Regions from separate parts of the Mus musculus genome. Here all the other regions are linked to region 1. Evidence: chromatin contacts called from public HiChIP or PLAC-seq and promoter capture Hi-C data. All regions are on one chromosome and are shown on one strand. The core of a region is the stretch at or near the end of the contact, and the rest is flanking DNA. Distances in the headings are between cores, read along the strand shown. Region 1 holds the start of Ndufa11 (NADH:ubiquinone oxidoreductase subunit A11). Region 2 holds the start of Fem1a (fem 1 homolog a). Region 3 holds the start of Ticam1 (toll-like receptor adaptor molecule 1). Region 4 overlaps Kdm4b (lysine (K)-specific demethylase 4B). Region 5 overlaps Ptprs (protein tyrosine phosphatase, receptor type, S). Region 6 overlaps Ptprs (protein tyrosine phosphatase, receptor type, S).

Evidence for each region. Promoter capture Hi-C pulls out the DNA fragments that hold promoters and counts their contacts. HiChIP or PLAC-seq counts read pairs in DNA pulled down with a chosen protein or histone mark.
Region 2: a contact with region 1 is called in a CTCF HiChIP or PLAC-seq map of the NIH/3T3 cell line, with 9 read pairs. The contact joins the promoter of Fem1a here to the promoter of Ndufa11 in region 1. A contact is called at or near these places in 3 of 39 promoter capture datasets (cranial neural crest, embryonic stem cells and pre-B cells), 1 of 15 datasets of contacts at CTCF or cohesin (the NIH/3T3 cell line), 5 of 484 Hi-C or Micro-C datasets (CD4 T cells, CD8 T cells, embryonic stem cells and 2 more), 8 of 115 datasets of contacts at active chromatin or transcription factors (astrocytes, bone marrow-derived macrophages, embryonic stem cells and 4 more) and 1 of 9 other capture datasets (adipose tissue).
Region 3: a contact with region 1 is called in a promoter capture Hi-C map of embryonic stem cells, with 2.5 times the contacts expected there. The contact joins the promoter of Ticam1 here to the promoter of Ndufa11 in region 1. A contact is called at or near these places in 14 of 39 promoter capture datasets (the 3T3-L1 cell line, 3T3-L1-derived adipocytes, the C10 cell line and 10 more), 1 of 484 Hi-C or Micro-C datasets (B cells), 6 of 115 datasets of contacts at active chromatin or transcription factors (astrocytes, embryonic stem cells, pancreatic cancer cells and 2 more) and 2 of 9 other capture datasets (adipose tissue and liver).
Region 4: a contact with region 1 is called in an H3K4me3 HiChIP or PLAC-seq map of bone marrow-derived macrophages, with 2.6 times the contacts expected there. The contact joins the enhancer-like site here to the promoter of Ndufa11 in region 1. A contact is called at or near these places in 3 of 39 promoter capture datasets (liver and pre-B cells), 9 of 115 datasets of contacts at active chromatin or transcription factors (bone marrow-derived macrophages, embryonic stem cells, large pre-B cells and 3 more) and 1 of 9 other capture datasets (macrophages).
Region 5: an H3K4me3 HiChIP or PLAC-seq map of embryonic stem cells shows a contact between it and region 1, with 7 times the contacts expected there. The contact joins the enhancer-like site here to the promoter of Ndufa11 in region 1. A contact is called at or near these places in 2 of 39 promoter capture datasets (embryonic stem cells and hematopoietic stem and progenitor cells), 1 of 484 Hi-C or Micro-C datasets (embryonic stem cells), 9 of 115 datasets of contacts at active chromatin or transcription factors (bone marrow-derived macrophages, embryonic stem cells, epiblast stem cells and 1 more) and 3 of 9 other capture datasets (adipose tissue, liver and pancreatic islet).
Region 6: an H3K4me3 HiChIP or PLAC-seq map of bone marrow-derived macrophages shows a contact between it and region 1, with 2.2 times the contacts expected there. The contact joins the enhancer-like site here to the promoter of Ndufa11 in region 1. A contact is called at or near these places in 1 of 39 promoter capture datasets (hematopoietic stem and progenitor cells), 1 of 484 Hi-C or Micro-C datasets (embryonic stem cells), 2 of 115 datasets of contacts at active chromatin or transcription factors (bone marrow-derived macrophages and embryonic stem cells) and 2 of 9 other capture datasets (adipose tissue and embryonic stem cells).

What each region holds. Positions count from the first base shown.
Region 1 is chr17:56,716,120-56,719,484 of GRCm38.p6, reverse strand. Ndufa11 (NADH:ubiquinone oxidoreductase subunit A11) reads right to left here and starts at 1,723. Exons shown (of 4, transcript NM_027244.1): 1 at 1,543-1,723. The coding sequence starts at 1,645. Vmac (vimentin-type intermediate filament associated coiled-coil protein) reads left to right here and starts at 2,564. Exons shown (of 2, transcript NM_178926.3): 1 at 2,564-2,851. The coding sequence starts at 2,661.
Region 2 is chr17:56,254,980-56,258,344 of GRCm38.p6, reverse strand. It overlaps Fem1a (fem 1 homolog a), which reads right to left and starts at 1,552. Exons shown (of 1, transcript NM_010192.4): 1 at 1-1,552. The coding sequence starts at 1,436.
Region 3 is chr17:56,275,266-56,278,630 of GRCm38.p6, reverse strand. Ticam1 (toll-like receptor adaptor molecule 1) reads left to right here and starts at 1,864. Exons shown (of 2, transcript NM_174989.5): 1 at 1,864-1,937.
Region 4 is chr17:56,373,296-56,376,660 of GRCm38.p6, reverse strand. It overlaps Kdm4b (lysine (K)-specific demethylase 4B), which reads right to left. Exons shown (of 23, transcript NM_172132.3): 8 at 670-807. Gm32715 (a long non-coding RNA gene) reads left to right here. Exons shown (of 3, transcript XR_003952227.1): 3 at 1-478. Among named protein-coding and RNA genes, the nearest start is that of Gm32715, 14 kb to the left of the region's middle. Within about 2 kb of position 1,575, at least 14 of the 459 cell types and tissues checked have an H3K27ac peak or open chromatin away from gene starts, as enhancers often do. A contact at or near this core is called in bone marrow-derived macrophages, where this site is marked.
Region 5 is chr17:56,423,460-56,426,824 of GRCm38.p6, reverse strand. Ptprs (protein tyrosine phosphatase, receptor type, S) reads left to right here. Exons shown (of 33, transcript NM_011218.2): 13 at 321-438; 14 at 899-1,498; 15 at 1,848-1,945; 16 at 2,547-2,800; 17 at 3,238-3,331. Among named protein-coding and RNA genes, the nearest start is that of Mir6977, 6.2 kb to the right of the region's middle. Within about 2 kb of position 1,629, at least 220 of the 459 cell types and tissues checked have an H3K27ac peak or open chromatin away from gene starts, as enhancers often do. A contact at or near this core is called in bone marrow-derived macrophages, embryonic stem cells and pancreatic islet, where this site is marked.
Region 6 is chr17:56,441,245-56,444,609 of GRCm38.p6, reverse strand. The region is part of intron 6 of Ptprs (protein tyrosine phosphatase, receptor type, S); the gene reads left to right. Among named protein-coding and RNA genes, the nearest start is that of Mir6977, 24 kb to the right of the region's middle. Within about 2 kb of position 1,674, at least 15 of the 459 cell types and tissues checked have an H3K27ac peak or open chromatin away from gene starts, as enhancers often do. A contact at or near this core is called in bone marrow-derived macrophages, where this site is marked.

The DNA of each region.
Region 1 (3,365 bases), core at 474-2,973:
GTTGCACAAGCCACGTTCATTTATTCATCCATCCTTCCACTGAGGCCCCAAAGACCTCCCTCATTCAATTGTGAGTTCCACCACGCCTCCAAGTTGCTAGATCCTGCTGGGAAGGCAGGGTCACTGCCTTTCTGCAATATCCCCCTTAGGGGAGCCAAGCAGGGAGCTTGGGAACAAAGGAGTTAGGACACAGGGAAGAATTTTCAAAGCTGACATAATTGTCCACTTCCTCCCTCAGTAGCTCTGACATGGCACCTCTGGCAAGGGCCTGCCTACTCTCCACATCTACCCAAGACAGACTCCAGCCAGACACCAAGAGTGCACACAGTCCTCCTCTGGATCAACACCCATGTTCTCTCCATGGCCTCCCTCACAGAGATCTGCCTGCCTTGCCCCCCAAGTTCTGGGCTCAAAGGCATGCACCACCACGACTAGGCTTGTTCTGTCTGTTTTAAAATCCCCCAATCACCTGACCCTACAACACCTGCTTTGTGGGAGCAAAGCCTTGGGTAAACTCATGAATGTGAGGCCTGTGGACACACCAGAAATATATGACTGAATGAGGCCTTGAGGGATAGCATAAGTGAGTGAATGAACTAGGCATGAGGGGGCACCTTAAGAGTCTCAAATGCCAAAGGTAACCCCATGACAGCCTTAAAAGGACATCTGACCTTCCAAACAAGTGTGCCCTATTTGGAATCTTCCAGAATCAGGTCCTCATGATGATGCATACTTTTAATCTGGGAATTCAGGAGGCAGAGGCGGGACACTTTCTTTGAATCCCAAGCCAGCCTGGGTTACATAGGGAGATCATGTCCAAAATAATAGTAAATCATGCTGGAGAGATGGCTCTCTCTCAGTCCTGGAGAAATAGAACAGCCCTTCCACATTACCTGGGTTCAACTCTCAGGCCCCACACGGGCACCTCACAACTGTCTGCAGCTCCAATTCCAGAGAATCGGACACACAAGACATACAGGTAACACACCAATGAGCGTAAGACAAAACTAAATCACTTTAAATCATTTAAAAATAAGAGCAAATTAATAGGTTCCGTGGTGGCGGAAAATAGAAACAAAACAAAACAAAACAAAAATAACAAAAACATCTTCCAGAGGCTAGATTGGGGTGTAGCCCTGTCATCCCAGCACTCGGGCAGCTGAGGCAGGAGGATCATGCAGGCCAGACTGGAGACAGGAGAATCAAGACCTCAAGGCCATCCTCCGCTACACAGAGGGTTTGCAGTCTTGCCAAGGCAACCCTAGAACTTGTCTTCAAAAACTCCGATGACCCGATCACCCCTTAACCCTAAAAACTCCTGACGACGCTGAAATGACCTTCACATTTTCTCCAGCTTTTGCTCCCTGATATTGACCTACGACCTCTGAAGCCCCTAGGCACTGACGAGTCTACGCCCCTCAAAAGTCTCAACCTCTTCCGCCTTTACAGCCATTGCGCCCCGGCGCCCCAGGGACCTCCGCGCGCCCTCTGACCTTTGCTTCCAGACCTCCGCCCTCCGCCCGCCCACCGGCCCGCGCTCACCGCAAATGCCGCCTAAGGCCGTGGTGATGTAGGTCTTGCGATGACACTGGGTGCCGTCGGGGACCTCATGGTAAGATTCAAAGAACCGCTTCACCATCGCCATACCTAGCTGGGCTTGCTCGGCCGACCCTAAAGCGTCTGGGCGAACTCAAGGGTAGCCGGCTAGGTCAACTCTCGCGAGGTTTCCAGCGCGCAACTTTATTGAACGCCTTGGACGCAGACAAGGCGTGCGCGCATGCGCGCAGTGCAGGTTTGTACCGAGGTCTTATTAATCCCGTAGCAAGATCTGTGTCGTGCTCGGTCCACAAGTGAATCTGGACAGAGACGCCCGTGACGTCAGGAAAGGTAAACTGAGGCCATGAAGAAAAACGCCTCCAGCCCTAGCGAAGACGAGGTTTCTAGTACGGAGAATGTTGATAGTGCATCCAAGGATGGGATTGACAGGTCGCAGGACAGCCATTACACTGTCAGGCAGGTCAGCGATCGAAACTAACAGAAGGTAGGACAATCGCAGGGCAGATATTACAGCGCGAGGCTAGTGATACCCTAGTTAGCCGGAGCTGCACGGACGCGGCGGGACACAGCGCAAAAGCGGTTGGCTCGTCAGGGATCCGGACTGTGTAGGGGTGTGGTTTCATGCCCATCTCAATCAGGACCGCGTGTAACTATTTGGGGGCGTGGCCAGGCTGGGGGCAAGGGGACCAATCGTGAGGATTTAGCGTGAGGATTATAATTGACGGAGACCAGGCCCACTCTGCTTTGGTTTTAAGTCCTCGCTGCACTCGCAGGCACAGCCACACTCAGGAGCTGGTCCTGAAAGGGACGTGAACATTGGCTACGGGGCGTGGCCGCACTTAGTCCTGCCCCTGGTAGAAACGTGGCCAATAGTGAGAGCCCAAGAGGAAGCACACGCCTTCCTCCGGGGGGCGTGTCTTTCTTGACGTCACTTCGAAGTTGGGCGGGGCCTCTTGAGAAGGTTTAAATTAATGCAGCGGCAGCCTGGCAGCTGCATGTGAGGGAGGGGGTGGGGGGTGGGGGTCGGGCTCAGGGGCGGGGCTTCTTGCGTTGTGGGCGTGACCCGACAGGGCGGGGTGGGGCCTGCACGGCAGCCGGGGGCCATGTCTGCGCCGCCACCTCTGCAGATCCGGGAGGCGAACGCGCACCTGGCCGCCGTGCACCGACGCGCAGCGGAGCTGGAGAGGCGGCTGCTGGCGGCTGAGCGCACGATTGGTGCGCAGGCCGAGCGCCTGGCCTGCCACGACCAGCACCTGCGCGCCGCCCTGGATGAGCTGGGTCGCGCCAAGGACCGGTGAGGCCCTGGAGGAGGCCCGGCGGACATCCCAAAGGAGGCGGGTGGAAAGGGCTGGGAACCGAGAGCAAAAATTTCCGGAGCACTAAATGCCCGGCATCACAGCACTAGGAGGGCTGAGACTGGAGGATCAGGAGTTCGGGCCATCCTCGACTACATGGGGACTTTAGAGTATAGCCTGGGTTACTTGAGAGCATTTCAAACTGTTAAAATGAAGCCAGCTGTCCCACCCACAAGGCCGAGTCTGCCGGTAGGTGCAAGAGTATTGTGTCTGATGATCGAAGGAAGCTGCTGGGTAGGGGCCCACATCGGTAGACAAAGGCACAGAACACCCCTATATAGAATAGTCAGATCTGTGACAACCATTTGTGACCATGCGGAAGTCCTACCGAAGGACACACAAAACTGGCACTGTTTTGTTTTTTGAGAGAAGGCTGGCCTTAAAGGCACTATGTAGCTTTCAACCCCTGATCCTTCTGCCTCCATCTCTCGAGTGCTGGGATGACAGAGCGCC
Region 2 (3,365 bases), core at 303-2,802, 460 kb after region 1:
GCTTTGGTGAACTGTGCGGAGTCACCCGGTTCCTTGGGCAACTGCAGAGCCCGCTCCACTTCCCGAACCCCTTTGCTGAGCACACCCATGAGGTCGGCAAAGCCAAGCTGCATGCCCAGGTTGCCCTTGGCCGAGCGGTCCTGCAGCACGTAGGAGAAGAGCTCTGCAAACGACAGGAAGCTGCTGGCGGTCATGGGGCTCAGGGGCTCCAAGTTGTTTTGTTGCATGTCCAAGGCATACTTCCACAGACGGATACAGCGCTCGAAATTCCCGGAGTCCGCATAGACAGCACCCCGGTACCGTATGTAGTATGAAGTGTCAGGATGTGAGGGGCCCAAGATTCTCTCCCGTATCAGCAGCGCCTGCATCCGCATTTCATCAGGATCTGTAATGAGGGCTTCCAACTCTTGGGGTGTAGTCACCTCCCTGGAATAGTCATAGGCCAGAACCAGTTGCTGGGGCTCCGGCTTAGGGAGGTAGCCTCCACCCTGGTGACGGAGTTCCATCGCCCTTCTCCAGTGCTTCAGGGCTCCAAGCAGATCCCTTTTCTTATCCACGTAGGTGGCACCCAGCAGCTCCAAAGCTTCCACAGCTGCTTCCCGGCTGGTAGGGCAGCAGCTCTCATACGGTTCTGCTTCTTCTGGGGTGGAGCAGTGGTTTCCTGCCACCTGGGAGGAGCCTTCCCCGGGAAGCTCTGTCCCTGAGAGCTGCTCGTGGCCCGGCTGTTCCTGGATGAGGTACTCCACGATGTTGGTGTGCCCGGTGACGCTGGCGGCCAGCAGCGGGGTCATGCCATAGCCGTCGCGCTCCATGCGCGCGTGGCAGCCCAGCAGCAGCTGTAGGATCTCCAGGCTGCCAGATTCTGCACAGTCGTGCAGGGCGGTGTTGCCCTTGGCGCTGCGCCGGTTCACCTGTGCGCCGCGCTCCAGCAGGTAGCGCGCGATCTCGCGGTGGCCCTTGTAGCAGGAGATCATAAGGCACGTGTGGCCGTGGCGATTGGCCACCTCCAGGTCCGCCTTGTGCTCGCCCACCAGGTAGCGTACCACGTCCAGGTGGCCGTCGAAGCAGGCGGCGCGCAGCGGCGTGGAGTTGGTGCGCGTGGTGCGGTTGACCGAGGCGCCTCGGCGCAGAAGGCTACGCACCACGGCCAGGTGACCCGCGGCCGACGCTGCCCAGAGCGGCGGCGCGCCCTCGATGGTCTCGCCATCGAAGTGCACGGAGCCGCTCGCCTCCACGCTGGCGCCGCAGTGGTCCACCAGATACTCCACCACGTCTAGGTGTCCACGGCGCGCTGCGATTAGCAGTGGCGTGCCACCGCCGGCCACCTCACCCAGCAGCTCCTCCAGCTCCTCACGCCCACGGCCGGCCAGCAGCTTCTGCAGCAGCGGCAGCTTGCCGTCGTGCGCCGCATTGTACACCGCTGTGTGCAGATCCATGCTGGAAGCCTCGCTGCTGGATCTAGCCGGGCCGCCGGTCGCCAGAGACAACCTTCACCTTCTCCCGGGCTGTCATCTTAGCGGGTCTCCGGGAGGAATAAAATGGCCGCCGCGAAGGGGCGAGGACAGAGTGTGCACAGGCATGCTGGGAAATGGAGTCCTATGAGCGATCGCCCGCCGAATGATACTGGAATCAGAAAAGCGAAAAAACTACATTTCCCGAAAGGGATAGGGGGGAACCGGTGACAGGACGGCAATTTCCGCCAAGCAAGGCCAATGGTTAGTGCGATCCTTGGGAAATGTGGTGACATACTTCCTGGTATTGACTCTAAGGCGGAGATTGCCGGCAGCATGTTCTCACTCAGTTCCCAAAAGGACGTCTCTCAAAAGGGTCTCAGTTTTCAATTCCTACCATGCAAGTCTATAAAGTTGTATGTGACCCTGAGTATTTGATGACATACTTCCGGTTACTGTCACTGACACAGACTCTAGACAGGGCAAGAAGTCCGAGCTTTAGCTCGAAGAATACTGGGCGAGGTACCATTGAAAGACTACAGTTCCCATCATGGAAATACACCATGTTTTGAGGGGCTCTGAGCAGCTTGGCCAGGTGATAATGTGCATTCTGTCATTCATGTCAGAATCCACAGGAAAACATGAAGTGGGGGAAAAAGGAATTCGCTTCCCACAGCGCCGTGGGGCACCCGCGAGACGAAATGTAAATAAAAAGCCTCCCTTCGTATCGGGCAAGGCTCGGCGGCCCTTGCGGACGACCCAGGGTAGCGTGGTGCTGTACTTCCGGTTTTCGAGGTCGCGCAGGCAGGAAATGAATGGGCCTCCGCCTCCTTTGCGGACTACATTTCCCAGCGGGCAACAAAGGCAACTCCCAGCCAATCCGGAGCGAGGTGGAAGGCGAAGGGCTTCTACGAAAGGCTTGCTGACCAGCAGGGGGCGCGCGCCGAGTGTAAGATCTTGAGCTGGCAGCGCACCCCAACTCGCCTTTAGCTATTTGCAGAAATGTTAGGCAGTCTCGATTTTCACGTTAGCTTTTCTTTTTCTTTCTTTCTTCTTTTTTTAAGGAGCCACATGCGGGGCTAGAGAGATGGCTCAGTGGTCAAGAGCACTGACTACTTATCCAAAGGACTCTGGTTCAATTCCCAGCACCCACATGGTAGCTCCCAACTGGTCTGTAATTCCAGTTCAAGGGATCTTACACTAATGCACATAAAATAAAATTAAATAAATAAAAAATTTAAAGGCCACATGCTTTCCCTCCATCCGCCAAGGCCAGCAGAGGGCGTCGGGATCTTTGCCGCTGGAGTTACTGGTGGTGTGCGCATCCCTATGGTTGAGAGTCACAGCTGAACCACTGCTCCAGTTCCTCAAGGTCTTTTTAAAGATCAGTTTGAGGTAGGATTTCATGTAGCTCCGGTTGATGTCAATTCCCGGGACCCTCGTGATGGAAGATGAAAACTGATTCCCAAGGGCTGTCCTCTGACATCCATACATGTTCTGTAGCACATGGACACACACAGAGAATAAGAAAAATAAATGTAGTTTAAATTTGTATTATTGTGTGTGCACACACACACCGCAGCACAGGCACAGAGATCTGAGGACAACCCTTGGGAGTCATCCTCTTCCACCGTGTGTGCGTCCTGGGGCTCAAACTCAGGTCATCAGATTTGGCAGCAAGCACCTTTGCTTGCCTAACCACCTCACTAGTTGTTTTTCTTTGTTTTCAATATGATTTGTCTTTCTGTACTCCCTCAGGCCTGCAGTGAGTCAGCTCCAAGGAGACTGGGGGGGGGGGGGGCTGTGCTGGTGGCCACTCCAGCTCCTGTCTGCACCTTGTGTCTATCCATACCTCAGCCTGTCTCTGCTCTGCATAGCTCCTCTTCAGCTTCTGACATTTGCTTGTCTTGCACA
Region 3 (3,365 bases), core at 615-3,114, 440 kb after region 1:
CCTGGGCTACTTTGAGACTATGTTTCAAAACAGCAAAACTCGGGGCAGGAGAGCTGCCTGCTGTGGTAAAGTGCTTGGAGTTGTTTGGTTTGCGGTAGAAACTGAGAAAACTTACTTCAGAGACAGAAGCTTAAAAAATAAAAGCTTTATTTTCTGCACTGGCAGGGAGGTGGCCAGTTGGGGATCTGAACCCTGATGAGAGACTGCACGACGCTTTTTATAGGATGGGAACACAAAGCGAAGGGGACCTGGGTACTGACCAATCATATCTTGACACAAAGGGTTAAACAAGGACTTAACACTGGTGACTAGGTCTTATCTGGGTCACCTGGTTTCAGGGTCCTTGAGTCAGCTTTTACAGCCTAGTCCCCTCCTGGACTCTGACCTGGAATCTAGTGTGGTGAAGGACCAAAGGAGTGGGTGAGCCGCAGTAGTCAGTTAAATCAAGGCAGGGACACACTAACGACTTGTGTGCTTTAGTTTGGATAACTGGAGAACAGCATCTTCCTTCCTTACAGCCTTCACTGGCTAACAGACAAACATGAAAGATCTAAGAAGCAGGATAGGAGTTGTATTCTGGGGCCTGGGAACATGAACTCAGTCTTGACCCTGCCAGCAAGATAGAACTTGTTTCTGAGATGGCTGGACTCAGGAAACTGTCTCCTAAAGATGTGACCAAGAGCAAACACTTGATGTCAACCTCCAACTTACACAAATACGTGTGCATATGTAAGCATGAAAATGTGGAGAAGTCCGTCTGCTACCTGCTTTGGGGAGATGAGTGTCCAGAGTCTGGGAGAGATTGAGTTCAGTGGCATGAGGCAGATACTCCTGCCTAGACTCCCCAGCAAGAGGGTGGGGTGGTTCTCCTTTGTGCACCTCATCTTCCAGTCATAGTCCTCTGGGAACTGCTGCTTTTCTGTTTTCACAATTTAGTTTTATCAGTTTTAAAACATGCCATAGGGCTGGAGAGATGGCTCAGTGGCTAAGAGCACTGGCTACTCTTCCAGAGGTCCCCGAGTTCAACCCCTAGCAACCACATCCATCAGATGTGGCTCACAACCGACTGTAATGAGATCTGATGCCCTCTTCTGGTGTATCTGAAGAGAGCCAGAGTGTACTCATACGTAAAATAAATAAATAAAGCTTTAAAGTATGCCTGTAATCTCACCATCTAGCTGAGCTAGGAGGATAGCCCCAAGTCCCAGTATGCATACACAGACCGTTTCTCAAAAGTAAATACCCAGAAATCTCCGACAAATCTTTGTGTTGTGTCTCTGTGACGGCTCAGCAAGTAATGGTACTTGCGGTTCTTTGACCTACATTCATACATGCCTGCATGCACATACATACACACAACACCAAGTAAAATCAAGTAAAGAATTAAAAATATTTACAACCTAACAGTTGTATAAAACCTTGTGGCCTCCAGCACTTCTGTTTACTTATCTTGTATGAACTTATTTTTGAGATGGAGGTCTCACTCTGTGGGTCAGGCTTCCTTGGAACTCTGGGCAATCTCTCTGCTTTAGTTTTCTGTGTGATGCTGGACTGACAAGTGTGAGTCATCAGGTTCCCAGTGCACTTAGCCACATGGTGCTTTGCGAATCCCCAGAGTATGTCACTAGCTGAGCTCTTTGGCTAACAGCTTAAAGTTCTCTGTGGGCGGAGGGTTCCTTCTTCCTTTCCCCAGCTCTGGCCTCACAAAGTACAAGTCCTGCCTAGTTCCACGTGGCGCCAGGACACTGGGCGGGAGGGCAGGGCTTGGCTCAGCTAGATAAGATTACACGCTGACTTCATCCCCCCCCTACCCCCCCCCCCAGACCCGGAAGGGAGGAAGGGGCGGAACCGAACGCTCCCTCCTCCCTTCTCTCTCCTCCTCCTCCAGCAGCCACCAGGGACCGGGAGATCTACCAGCTCAAGACCCCTACAGCCAGGTAGGATGAAGGCAGAGGGAACAGGACGGCGGGCCGGCGGGCATAGGGTCGGGAATAGATGCTGGGCCGGCCACCTGCAGGCTGCCAGGTTCCTCAAGTTCTTTCCCATGGATACTCAGATCCGCAATCCAACTCCTAACTCCCAAACCAGCCCTGTGACCCTGGGTGCTCGCTCAGTTCCTAGTTACCCCCCCCCCCCCCCAACCTCCATGGCTAGATCTTCTAAGTCCCAGGTCTTCTCCAGCCCCAACAGCGAATCCTCAACCCTCTCCACCCTCAATCCCTCCCGTTGTCGCTATTTCCTGATCAGATCTGCTTTCTCTACCTCAATGTTCCCTGTCAAAATTCCTGCCCCAGACTAACACAGACACCATCTACTACTACCTGTGGGGACTGGCTTGCTGCACCTTCTACAGTCAACTATTTCCGGCCCCTGGATACATGCAAGGTCACCCTGGCAGTACAAAGTCCCTGAGTTCCAGAGCTGACAGTCAGCAGAGCCTGGAGGAGGGCCCCCCTGTGCCAGAGACTAAGTTCTGCCAGGGAGAGAAGGCCAGGGAAGAAAGAAAGAGGCCTATTTACCCCATCCACTCACCATCCACCCATCCTGGTTTCTGCTGTTCTGGGGATATCACACAGTCTCTTAGGCATGCTGGATGCTTTTTTTTTTTTTTTTTTTTTTGAGACAGGGTTTCTCTGTGTAGCCCTGGCTGTCCTGGAACTCACTCTGTAGACCAGGCTGGCCTTGAACTCGAAATCCACCTGCCTCTGCCTCCCAAGTGCTAGGATTAAAGGCCTGAGCCACCATTGCCAGACTGGCATGCTGGATGAGTGCTTTACCCACTGAGCACATCTCCTCCCTCTTCCTAACTCTCCCCTCCCCCTCCCCTTCTCCTTCCCTCCTTCTTTCTCTCTCTCTCCTTACTCTCCCCTTTCCTCTTCCCTCTCTCTTAAAAATAACTACCTTTATTTTTGTGTCATTTGTGTTATTTGTATCTTTTTTTTTTTTTTTTTTTTTTTTTGGTTTTTGAGGCAGGGTTTCTCTGTGTAGCCCTGGCTGTCCTGGAACTCACTTTGTAGACCAGGCTAGCCTTGAACTCAGAAATCTACCTGCCTCTGCCTCCTGAGTACTGGGATTAAAGGCGTGCGCCACCACGCCCAGCTGTGTTATTTGTATCTTAAGACAGGGTGTATCACTATGCTGACCAGGCTGACCTGGAACTTACCTAAGTGGACCCTGATCTCTTGGGTTCAAGAATCCTCCTGTTGTTGGGCAGTGGTTGTACATACCTTTGATCCCAGCACTCAGGAGGCAGAAGAGGGTGGATCTCTGAGTTTGTTTTTTTTAAAGATTTATTTATTATATATAAGTACACTATAGCTGTCTTCAGACATTCCAGAAAAGGGAGTCAAATCTTGTTACAGATG
Region 4 (3,365 bases), core at 326-2,825, 340 kb after region 1:
GAGCTTCATGGCTCTGTATCATGTCCAGTCACAAAAGGAGACAACTGCCCCAGGCAGCAGAGTGAGGGCAGCAAGCAAGAAGCAAGGGGCTGAGGGAGACCAGGAATGGCCCAGTAGACAAAGCAGGCAACGATCTGAATTCCCACCTTCTGAACCCACATAAAGGTGGGTGTGCTAGTCGTGAATGGAAGTGAGATGGGAGGCTGATGGGGCACCCCAGAAGCCATAGGCAGGAGACCATGCCTCACATAGGAAGATGACATGTGGGTTACATGTGCACACAGGTGCACATGAATACACATGAGTAGTAGCAACACTAATAAAAAGGTAAATGGTGACCCAGGCCTGGGCATGGCCATCCTGTGGGCCCATCATTAGGAAGGCCAAGGCAGGATCAGGCAAGTTCATGCTTGATGTCTCAAAAACTGAAATGGAACTAGTAAATAACTTGGCTCAACAACAAAGGCCAGCTCCCCTGAGCAGCCCTACCAGGGAGAGACTGTCCCCCCCTGAGATCACTAAGAAAAGAAAAACCAAAGATGGGGCTCCTTAAAGACAGAACCACCAAATGCCCACCTTTTTGAGTACCACCAGCAGGTGGGGTGCACTCAGGTGCAAGACTGTTCCTACCCATCCATCCACTGAACCTGAGGTGACTGTTGCACCTACCTGTGTGGCCACTTTGCCATAGTCGATCCAGCGCAGTGTGGCGAAGTTAGTGGACTCAGCGCAGTTAAAGCCATGGTTGAAGCCCGCATGGTAACCATAGGGGAACGTGATCATGAACTCCCCAGCTTCCTGTGTAATCTATGGAAGAGAGTGATGAACTAAGCGGGTGATGGATGTGGACCTAAGGATGCCCATAGCAGCTGAAGCCCTTTCATGACCTGGTGGGTTTAGTAGGGCCACAGGGTAGCTCAGAAGCCTGTGAGATCCTGCCAGGTTCAAAATGAATGTGGGTGAGGGCTGGTGAGACTGATCAACACTAAAAGCATTTGCTGCCAAGCCTGACAACCTGGGTTCAATCCCCAGGTCCCAGGACAGAACTTATACCTGACTTCTGGCAGCTATCCTCTGACCTCAGCATGCATGCTGTAGTACTCACACCCATATAAATACATAAGCAGTTTTTTAAAAAGGAAGAGCTAGACATGCTGTTACATGTCTTTAATCCCAGCACTCGGAGGCCTCTCTGAGTTAGTTTCAGGCTAGTTTGGTCTACACAGTGAAACCCTGTCTTCAAAAAACAAGTAAGCATGGGCCAAAGATGCTGTGGAGGAGCAGTCATGTTAGCCCTTGGTAGCTAAGGCAGGAGAATCATGAATTGAGACTAGCCTGGACTACATGAGAAGACTTGGTTCCAGCACTAAGCACCAGAGGACACAGGGCAGAAAGCATGCCTACACTCTGCACCATGCCATCTCACCCAGCTAAAGGGGACAGTCATCCACCCAGTGTGGCCCTGGGCCACTGGCTGCTAAAGCCAACCCTCAGAGTCCAGGCCAGAATACATGCAAGCAGTGTCCTCTTGTGCAGAGTTGCCCTGATGACACTACTGTCATATGAGGAAGTACAGACACAGCCCTTTGTGCTGGGGACAGCACTGACACCTCCAAGAACACTCTGGAACAGCTCCAGACACATGCTCCCAAGGGGAGGGATGGAGTCCCATCTGTAATGACAACTGAGATCTCATGAGGAACAGGGTGTCCTCCGAGGCTGCTGGATCCTACTGTCTACTGAGAAGTCTGGAAGGCTTAAAGACAAGTGTCTGTGGTTCTGAGCTTGGCCCACACCAACCAAGGAGGAAGGTTCCAGAACCCCAAGGAGGCCCTGGCCCTCAGCCTGGCTCATTCTGTGACCCTGGTCACCCTGGCTTCTTAAAACATGGGCTCTGGTGCTGGCTTCTCAAGCACATAGGAGATTCACTGGCCCAAGGCTTCTGAGCCTTTACAGATGGATGGCATTCCTATGTGCCTGTCATAGTGAGTCACTATGACATAAACGGTATTGAGAGGGTCTTCTCTCTCTTAGCACTCTAAGTCACAATGATCTCCACCCTTCCTCTCAACACCTTATTCTGGGTGGCTGGGCTGTGTGTTCCCCACAGGCCACCTGGCCCATGTCATTGGATTTCTCTTAGTGACACTGGAGAGGAAGAATGGATGCCAAGGTGTGCGGGGTACATCAGCCATTCGTCAAAAATCCACTAAAACCAACATGGCCTGCAGCACAGCATGCCCCGGAGAATGTGCCAGTATTTTTCTTTTCACATAATTAATTGCACCAATCATGGAAAGTCAGTGACAGCAGCATTATGTTTTAAATTCCTACCCAAGTGACAGTTGCTTATGAAGGCTGGTGGGATGCAGGGTGGTGAAGTGTGACACAAGTGTGTCCCCGGGTCCTGGCAGTCATAGCACTGCAAAGGAAAGGAAGGCCTGGAGCTTTAACACTGTCTCTGTGGACAGTGGCGGTGATAGCAGCTCAGTGCTGTCCTCTCCATGCCACCCAGCATTCATGGTGCAGCACATGCCAGGAGCCAGCACACTTGGCCTTCTGGGGTGCAGCACACCACACACACTGGGGCCAGCAGTGATGATGTAGGCATGGCCACACAACAGACAAGACAAAGTCTTGCTCAGGGTGGCAAAAGAACCGTGCTCCTGTCACAGCCACTGTGCCCCAGTCTCTGCTAAGCCGCTGTAGCTGCTTTCCCCTCACTGCCGTCAACAGAGCCCAGGGATAAATTAGGAAGCGTCAGATGACGGATGGCTGTGCGGCAGAGCCACAGTGGCCAGGGCCAGGGCCAGCCAGGGAGAAAGCTGGAGACGCTTCAAGAGGGACAGATGAGGAAGTCGATGGCAGATTACAGAAATACACACTCTTAATTATTAACGAGCCAGCTATTGATCAGCTTTCCCTTCTAAAAGTAAATACCATTACAGACTCACAAGTGCAGTGTGCAGCTGCTCATCTGAAGGGTGACAGGAATTCTGATGAGGGATCCACGCCTCATTTGCAGGAGGACATGCTTATTTCTTGCCTGTCCTTAGCCCCATCCCAAAGCAGCTGATGCCAGACAAGGGCCTTCACCCACAAGCCTTTAGGGCTGGCCAGCCAGAACACCCAACACAACAGTGTAGAGAGCGTGGCTCTCATGTCAGCAGCCTCTTTGAGTCCGGAGGCAAGCCGGCTGCCTTGGGGCTGGGTACCATATGTGCAATCTACAGCACTATTGAGACACTGACTAGGAGGAAAGGACCAGGCAGTGACTCTGTCCATGGGGGTCCTAGTGCATGAAGCACCAGCCTGGAAAACATTCTCCATGAGCCAGTTACAAAGCAGACACTTCTCACTTCCAC
Region 5 (3,365 bases), core at 380-2,879, 290 kb after region 1:
GCAGCAGATGAGCAGGGTCTGGTGGACTATAGAGAATTGACCTGACTCCAGAGAAGGTGGGCGCCTTGGAGGAATGATTCTGATCGGGATGCTCTCTGATGGCTATTGCCCTGGGTATAGGAGCAGGGGACCTGGTGGTGGCTGTGTGCCCAGCTTGTGTGTTTCTGACAGGAGTGTGGACACTGCATGTTGCAGCCTGTGCATGAGCTCACCAGCATGTTGCCTGTGGACTGGAGGCATCATCTCTTGTGACTTTCTTAGGGGAGAAGGTGAGCAGGGCTGGCACCATTGCTGACCGTGCCCACCCATCCCACCCACAGGAAATGGTGATAACGAACCTCCAGCCTGAGACTGCTTACTCTATCACAGTAGCCGCGTATACCATGAAAGGCGATGGCGCTCGCAGCAAACCGAAGGTGGTGGTGACCAAGGGAGCAGGTAGATACCTATCCACTGCACAGCCTCTGGCTCCACAAGGCCAAGAGCATTTCCCATGATTCTCAAGCCAGAGTGGTTTTAAGACGCACCAGCCAGGTGGACCCAAAACAGGAAAGACATGGGCCCTTTTCAGAGGTTCCAGAGGCCAGGCACTGCTGGCCCTGATATCCATCTCTGCCCAAGTCACTCCCTCTCACCAGACACTATACTCATTTGGCTGTCTCCTCTCAGCTGCAAAGTGGGAGTCAAGCTTAAAGGTAGCCCAAAATAGGTCCATGTGCCTCACAGGGAATCCAAGTCTTTGCTTAAAGGAAGTCCTTCCTAAAATGTACCTTTAAAAACTAGACCTTAAGGACTGGGAGTGTGGTCAAGGGTGGGTCCCTGCGCAGAAATCCCTCAGTGAGGGGCTGCCTTTGGGGTTTGGAGAAACGTGGCAGGGCAGCTGTTTCTCCCTCCACAGTGCTGGGCCGCCCCACCCTGTCGGTGCAGCAGACCCCCGAGGGCAGCCTGCTGGCGCGCTGGGAGCCCCCCGCGGACGCGGCCGAGGACCCGGTGCTTGGCTACCGCCTGCAGTTTGGGCGCGAAGACGCGGCCCCGGCCACGTTGGAGCTGGCTGCGTGGGAGCGGCGGTTCGCGGCGCCTGCACACAAGGGCGCCACCTATGTGTTCCGGCTGGCAGCGCGGGGCCGCGCGGGGTTGGGCGAGGAGGCCGCGGCAGCGCTGAGCATCCCCGAGGACGCTCCGCGCGGCTTCCCGCAGATCTTGGGCGCCGCGGGCAACGTGTCCGCGGGCTCCGTGCTACTGCGCTGGCTGCCACCCGTGCCCGCCGAGCGCAACGGCGCCATCATCAAGTACACGGTGTCCGTGCGGGAGGCCGGCGCCCCTGGGCCCGCGACCGAGACGGAGCTGGCGGCGGCCGCCCAGCCGGGGGCCGAGACAGCGCTCACGCTGCGAGGGCTGCGGCCGGAGACGGCCTACGAGTTACGCGTGCGCGCACACACGCGTCGCGGCCCGGGCCCCTTCTCACCCCCGCTGCGCTACAGGCTCGCGCGGGACCCAGGTAGGCGCCGCCCCGGGCCCCGGCCCGCCCCTCCCCACAGGTAAGTCTCGGCCTCCAGACTCAGCCCAGGCGCCCGAGGCTCCAGTCGGTCGGTCGGCAGGCACAGGTGGGATGCGGCTTGGAGGCCACGCCCATTGCTACGCCCCTCCCGCTTTTCTCCGCAGCCGCGCCGTCTCTGCAGCAGCAGCAGCAGGCACTGGGGACAGGGCAGGCAGGGCCGGGCCAGGCAGGAAGGCCGAGGGCACAGCGGACCACAGGGACAACAGGGGCCGCCCCACGCGCCCCTTAGCCAGCGCCCGGTTCTTACTGGGCCATCTTTCTCTCTCTCCCTGCTTGCCGCCGCCCTCAGTCTCCCCAAAGAACTTCAAGGTGAAGATGATCATGAAGACTTCAGTGCTGCTGAGCTGGGAGTTCCCCGACAACTATAACTCACCCACACCCTACAAGGTACTACAACAGTGGAGGAAGGGGCGGGGCGGGAGGTAAAATCTGGGAGCCTGAGGGAGATTGGGCACAGTCAAGGCCACCCCAGATCAGGATTCGATGATACTTAGATTTCACAGTTTAGTCTGAGATTGAGGCGCAGTCTACGATTAATCACAGCTGGATCAGGGTCTGTCAGGGTTGCTACTGAACCTGGGATCAAGGCTCAGTCAAGTTGAAGCCTAGTCAGGACTGGCACTCAGAGCTGGGGTTCTGGCCAAAGCCAGGATTTAGTATGTTGTTCAGTCTTGGTCAGAAGCTAGAGTTAAGGGACCTCCTCGAACAGTCAGTTGTTCCTGAGCCTAACTCCAGGGCTTTGCCATGTTTGAAGGTCAATCAGGGATCAAGGCTTAGTTGGACCTGAAGGTTATTTTTGGACTGGAGCTCAGTCAGCTCTGTACTGAATTAGAACTCAGGAGCTAAGTTTGGGTTTAGGTTCAGTCAGATGGTTCATCCAGAAGTGAGGCTCAGTCAGGATTGGTCCAGGACAGGCAGCCTGAGGTTGCAGCTCTGCTGGGGTTGCTAGGCCCCGGCCCATTTCTTGCTGAGCCAGCTCTGCCTACAGATTCAGTACAATGGGCTCACCCTGGATGTGGACGGCCGCACGACCAAGAAGCTGATCACACACCTCAAGCCACACACCTTCTATAATTTCGTGCTCACCAACCGTGGCAGCAGCCTGGGGGGCCTGCAGCAGACGGTCACTGCCAGGACCGCCTTTAACATGCTCAGTGGCAAGCCTAGCGTCGCCCCGAAGCCCGACAATGACGGTTTCATCGTGGTCTACCTGCCTGATGGCCAGAGTCCTGTGACCGTGCAGTATGCTAACCCCCCTCCCCCCATACCTGTCCCTGTAGCTGTCAACCCACTATGTGACTGCATCGAGCCACACATCCCTTCTGTGACCCCATTTGCACACTTACTGAGATAAGGGTCACGTGAACCTGCCTCATGCGACTGTCCCCATAAAGCCTGACCCTTCACTGGGCGACCTTTAGCCCCCGAAAAGATTCTGGTCTGTGCTTCAGGCTAGCGGGGAGGCCTAGCTAGGAGTCTGCAGTGAGGACCTCAAGGGGCTTCCTGGGAGGCGGGGAAAGGGCGTAAGATCACGTGGGCTTTGAGGGATGCACAGGACACTGAGATCTGGCACGCCATGAAGTAGGCAGAAGGCAGATAGCTAAGAACTGGGACGTAGAGGCGTGTTACTGCAAGGGGTTGGGATTGGGACACGGGTGTCACTGAAACTCTACCCACAGGAACTACTTCATTGTGATGGTCCCACTTCGGAAGTCTCGAGGTGGCCAGTTCCCTGTCCTACTAGGTAGTCCAGAGGACATGGATCTGGAGGAGGTAAGGCCACCCCGTCTCCATGGGGCCTGCACAC
Region 6 (3,365 bases), core at 425-2,924, 270 kb after region 1:
ACTCTCTGCCCTTCCCTCTTTCTAAACGTTCTTTTTTCCTCTCTCTTAGTTCTTGTTCTTTCTGTGTGTCTCTCTCTCTCTCTCTCTCTCTCTCTCTCTCTCTCTCTCTCTCTCTCTCTCTCTCTCTCCTGAGATTCACACATCCACCATCTGCCCTATCCACCTTAAAGAATGGAAACCCCTTTAATTCCCAGTCTGCGCTGCACCTCACTGCTCCAGGGGATAACTGAGAGCCAAGCTCCCCTAGGCAGGTCACCCACCCACAGCCTCCTCTGTACCTTCCCAGTTATTAAACCCAGAGCCTGATCAGGAAAGTTCTCTAGATGCACCAGGAAGGGATACTGTTGCCTCTGCTCTCAGTTGGTATAGAAGTTGCCAGCCTGAGCCACAGGCAGACTCCCAGGTCCCTCCGCAAAGCAGGTGCTGGGGACAGGGAATGCTCACGGACCACCTAACCTTGGAGATCACTCCTGTCCAGGCCTGGGGCACACACTCAACCTTGGCAGGTACTGATTTCCAGGTGTGTGAACTTGGGCTTCTCATTTGACCTCTTACGAGCTCTCAGTCCTCAAGTGAACTGTGAAGTTGACAGCATCACACACCCGGGACAAAGATGATCCTGGGCACCCACATGAATTGAAAAGGGAGGAAGAAAGGGGCCTCTAGCCTTAGGTGGCCGGGTGTCTCCAGTGTCCTCTGTTTAAATGTGGCAGTCTAAGGGACAGTGGTGAGACTTGCTAAGCATACTCTTAGCCCTGAGTTCAGATCCAGAACCACATAAAAATAAAATGGCCTGTGGGGGCTGCAGCCGGTGGGAGCTGGCTCAGAGAGCACCACAGTGCAGAAGTGAATCTGCGAGCCCGCCTGGATCATTTGTTCTTTATTGGTGTTTTTCTGAGGCCTATCCTCTGGAGACAGGTGGCTCCTCTGGGGCCAGTGATGTCATTTTCCCCCTTGTGGTTTTTGCTGAGGAAGTCCTGGGGCCCAAGAGAGGCAGATGAGGGCACCCTGGAGCGCTAAGGCCCCCTTGGCACACAAGAACCCACCAGGCGAGCAGGCCTGTGAGATCTACAGTGACATGGAAACTCCCTCACTGCAAAGTCAGCAGCCCTAGAAACAGACAGACAGACAGACAGCCCCGGCTGCCCCCCCAACTAGCAGGCTCAGCTTTTGAGGAAGCCCCAAGAGCTGCACTACCCTTGACCTTTGGGGACTCAGAGCCTGATAGAAGGTTGTTTTTAAATGTACATTCTGCCCCTGTCTGGGATTTCCTGAGGGAAGCCGGTGCCAGGAGACAGCCAGATGATGTCATTGAAGGCTCTTCACATTTTTCCTCGTCAGTAGTTTAAAGCTACAAGCCTTTTAAGAGGTTTGCAGGTTAACCTGCACCAGCGTTGCGGTGTCGGGGATCTGAGCCTCTAATGCTGGCTTCCTATTACCCTGTACAGCCAGCGAGGCCGAGGAGACCCCCAGTCCCTACATGATTTCTGAGCTCAGCATGCTCTCAGACCCTCAGAGGCTGACCTGCTCCTGTCGCCTGGACAGATAGGTTGGCCTTCAGTGACATTTCTGTACCCAAATCCTGGAATTTGTCACCTGACTTATAGGTCCCCCATTCTCATGTCCCCAGAATGGGAACTGTGAGAGATCTGGAGCCTGGAACTGCTCTCACTTCCCCAGATGCTCTGTGGGATCTGTTGCTCAGCTCCCCTTCCCATTGGCTGTGCCCTTGACAGAACACGAACTCCCCATCACCCTGTCCTGTACTGAAGGAGAGGGTCTCAGGGCGGGGAGACTCCAGTGGGGTCTGGTGGAAGTGGGGAGGGCATCCCACAGGAACACTGAGCACTGACTGACATGTCGCCTGCTGCCTGCCTCACCCTCTGCATCTGTGTCCCTTGTGGGCCGGGTCGGTCAGGACATTAGATTACACCTGGTCCTTGGGAGAAGCCACAGTCTCCCATGGCCACAGTGTCGGATGGGGGTGGGGAAAACAAATTGGCAAGAAGGTAAGGGGAATCAAAGAGGGAGACAGGGCTCCCCCTCACAGACACATGGAATGCTGGGAAATGACTGTGGGCTACAGACCCAACAGCCTGCCAAGACCACTTGCTTAGCTGCCCCGGCCAGGGCTTGGGGCCCTCTGGGCCTTCATATGGCAGCTTCCTGGCCAAGGGAGCCAGGGGTGGAACTGGAGGCAGGCGGGAGGGGAAGGGACGGGGGAATAGGCTTTGAGCTTGGGCCTCTGCCTGCCCCCTGTGACAGGTGTAATCTAAAAACCTTACTCAACTCCCACCCCAGAGGCTGCACAAGTCCTTGGCACATCCCCACCCCAGCTCGCATCTACATACTCATTTTGGAGTTTAGAGAACCAGCCACATTTTTCTCTCACTCCAAAATGCCCAGCAGAGTCCCGCCCCCCATCTGCGGCTTGCTTGATCCTTAGTTGTGCAACACTGTTGGGACCCTTTACCTAGCGCTTCAACCAGGCCACCTCACATTTTGAGTTTTTTCCCCACTCACCCCTCCTGCCCTCCCTACCTACCCCTCACCCTTAAACCCCCACATTGAAGTTTTGGTTTCTGCCTCTTCCTGCTTGGGGGAGGGGCTGTCTCCTAGTTCTGATGCTTTTTCAGTTGGTTTGATTTTTTTGGTTTTTTTTTTTTTTTTGGCCATGTGAATCGGGGTTTGAAGCGACCATCCCCTCCTAACCTGCCACCACCATCCCCCACCCCTGCCACCCAACCCTCCTGACCCCACTCACCCACTTGGGTTCCCCCTGCTGGGACCCTCCCCGGCTACTCGGTGACCAGAAGAGCTGGGGACCAGAGCCAGCTGGAGCGTGCCGAGGACCAAGGCTGGTGTTGCCCCTTATAACCCGCCTGGACCCTCCTTTCAGGTCGGTAATTTGGGGCGGGGGTCCCTCGGGGCCTGTCCATCCTGTGGGCTCTGCGCCCACCTTATTTCCTAATGTGCACCTCAAGCCTGCAGCCAAGGGGTGGAGGAACAAAGCGGGTGGGCGACTGCCCAGAAGTGGGCAGAACACAGCATCAGCCGTCACGCCCACTGGCTGGGAGGAGATGACAGCCACCTCCTGCCTGCAGCACCCTCCCCTGCATACTCTGGCAAACCAGCCCACTTCCCACAGGACACAGAAACCAACAAAGAGCCCTGAAGGCCAGTGGGCAACATTTCTTGGATGCCCCAGACACCTTTGCAGCTGATGGGAGCTGACATTGAACTGATTGGGGCTGGCCATTCAACATCAGAACCAATGACCATTGAGATGACATGTGGTCCCACCCAGCATTTCATGAACACAGTCAGCTCTGGATAGAAACTGCATATTCAGGTCACTTGTAGCT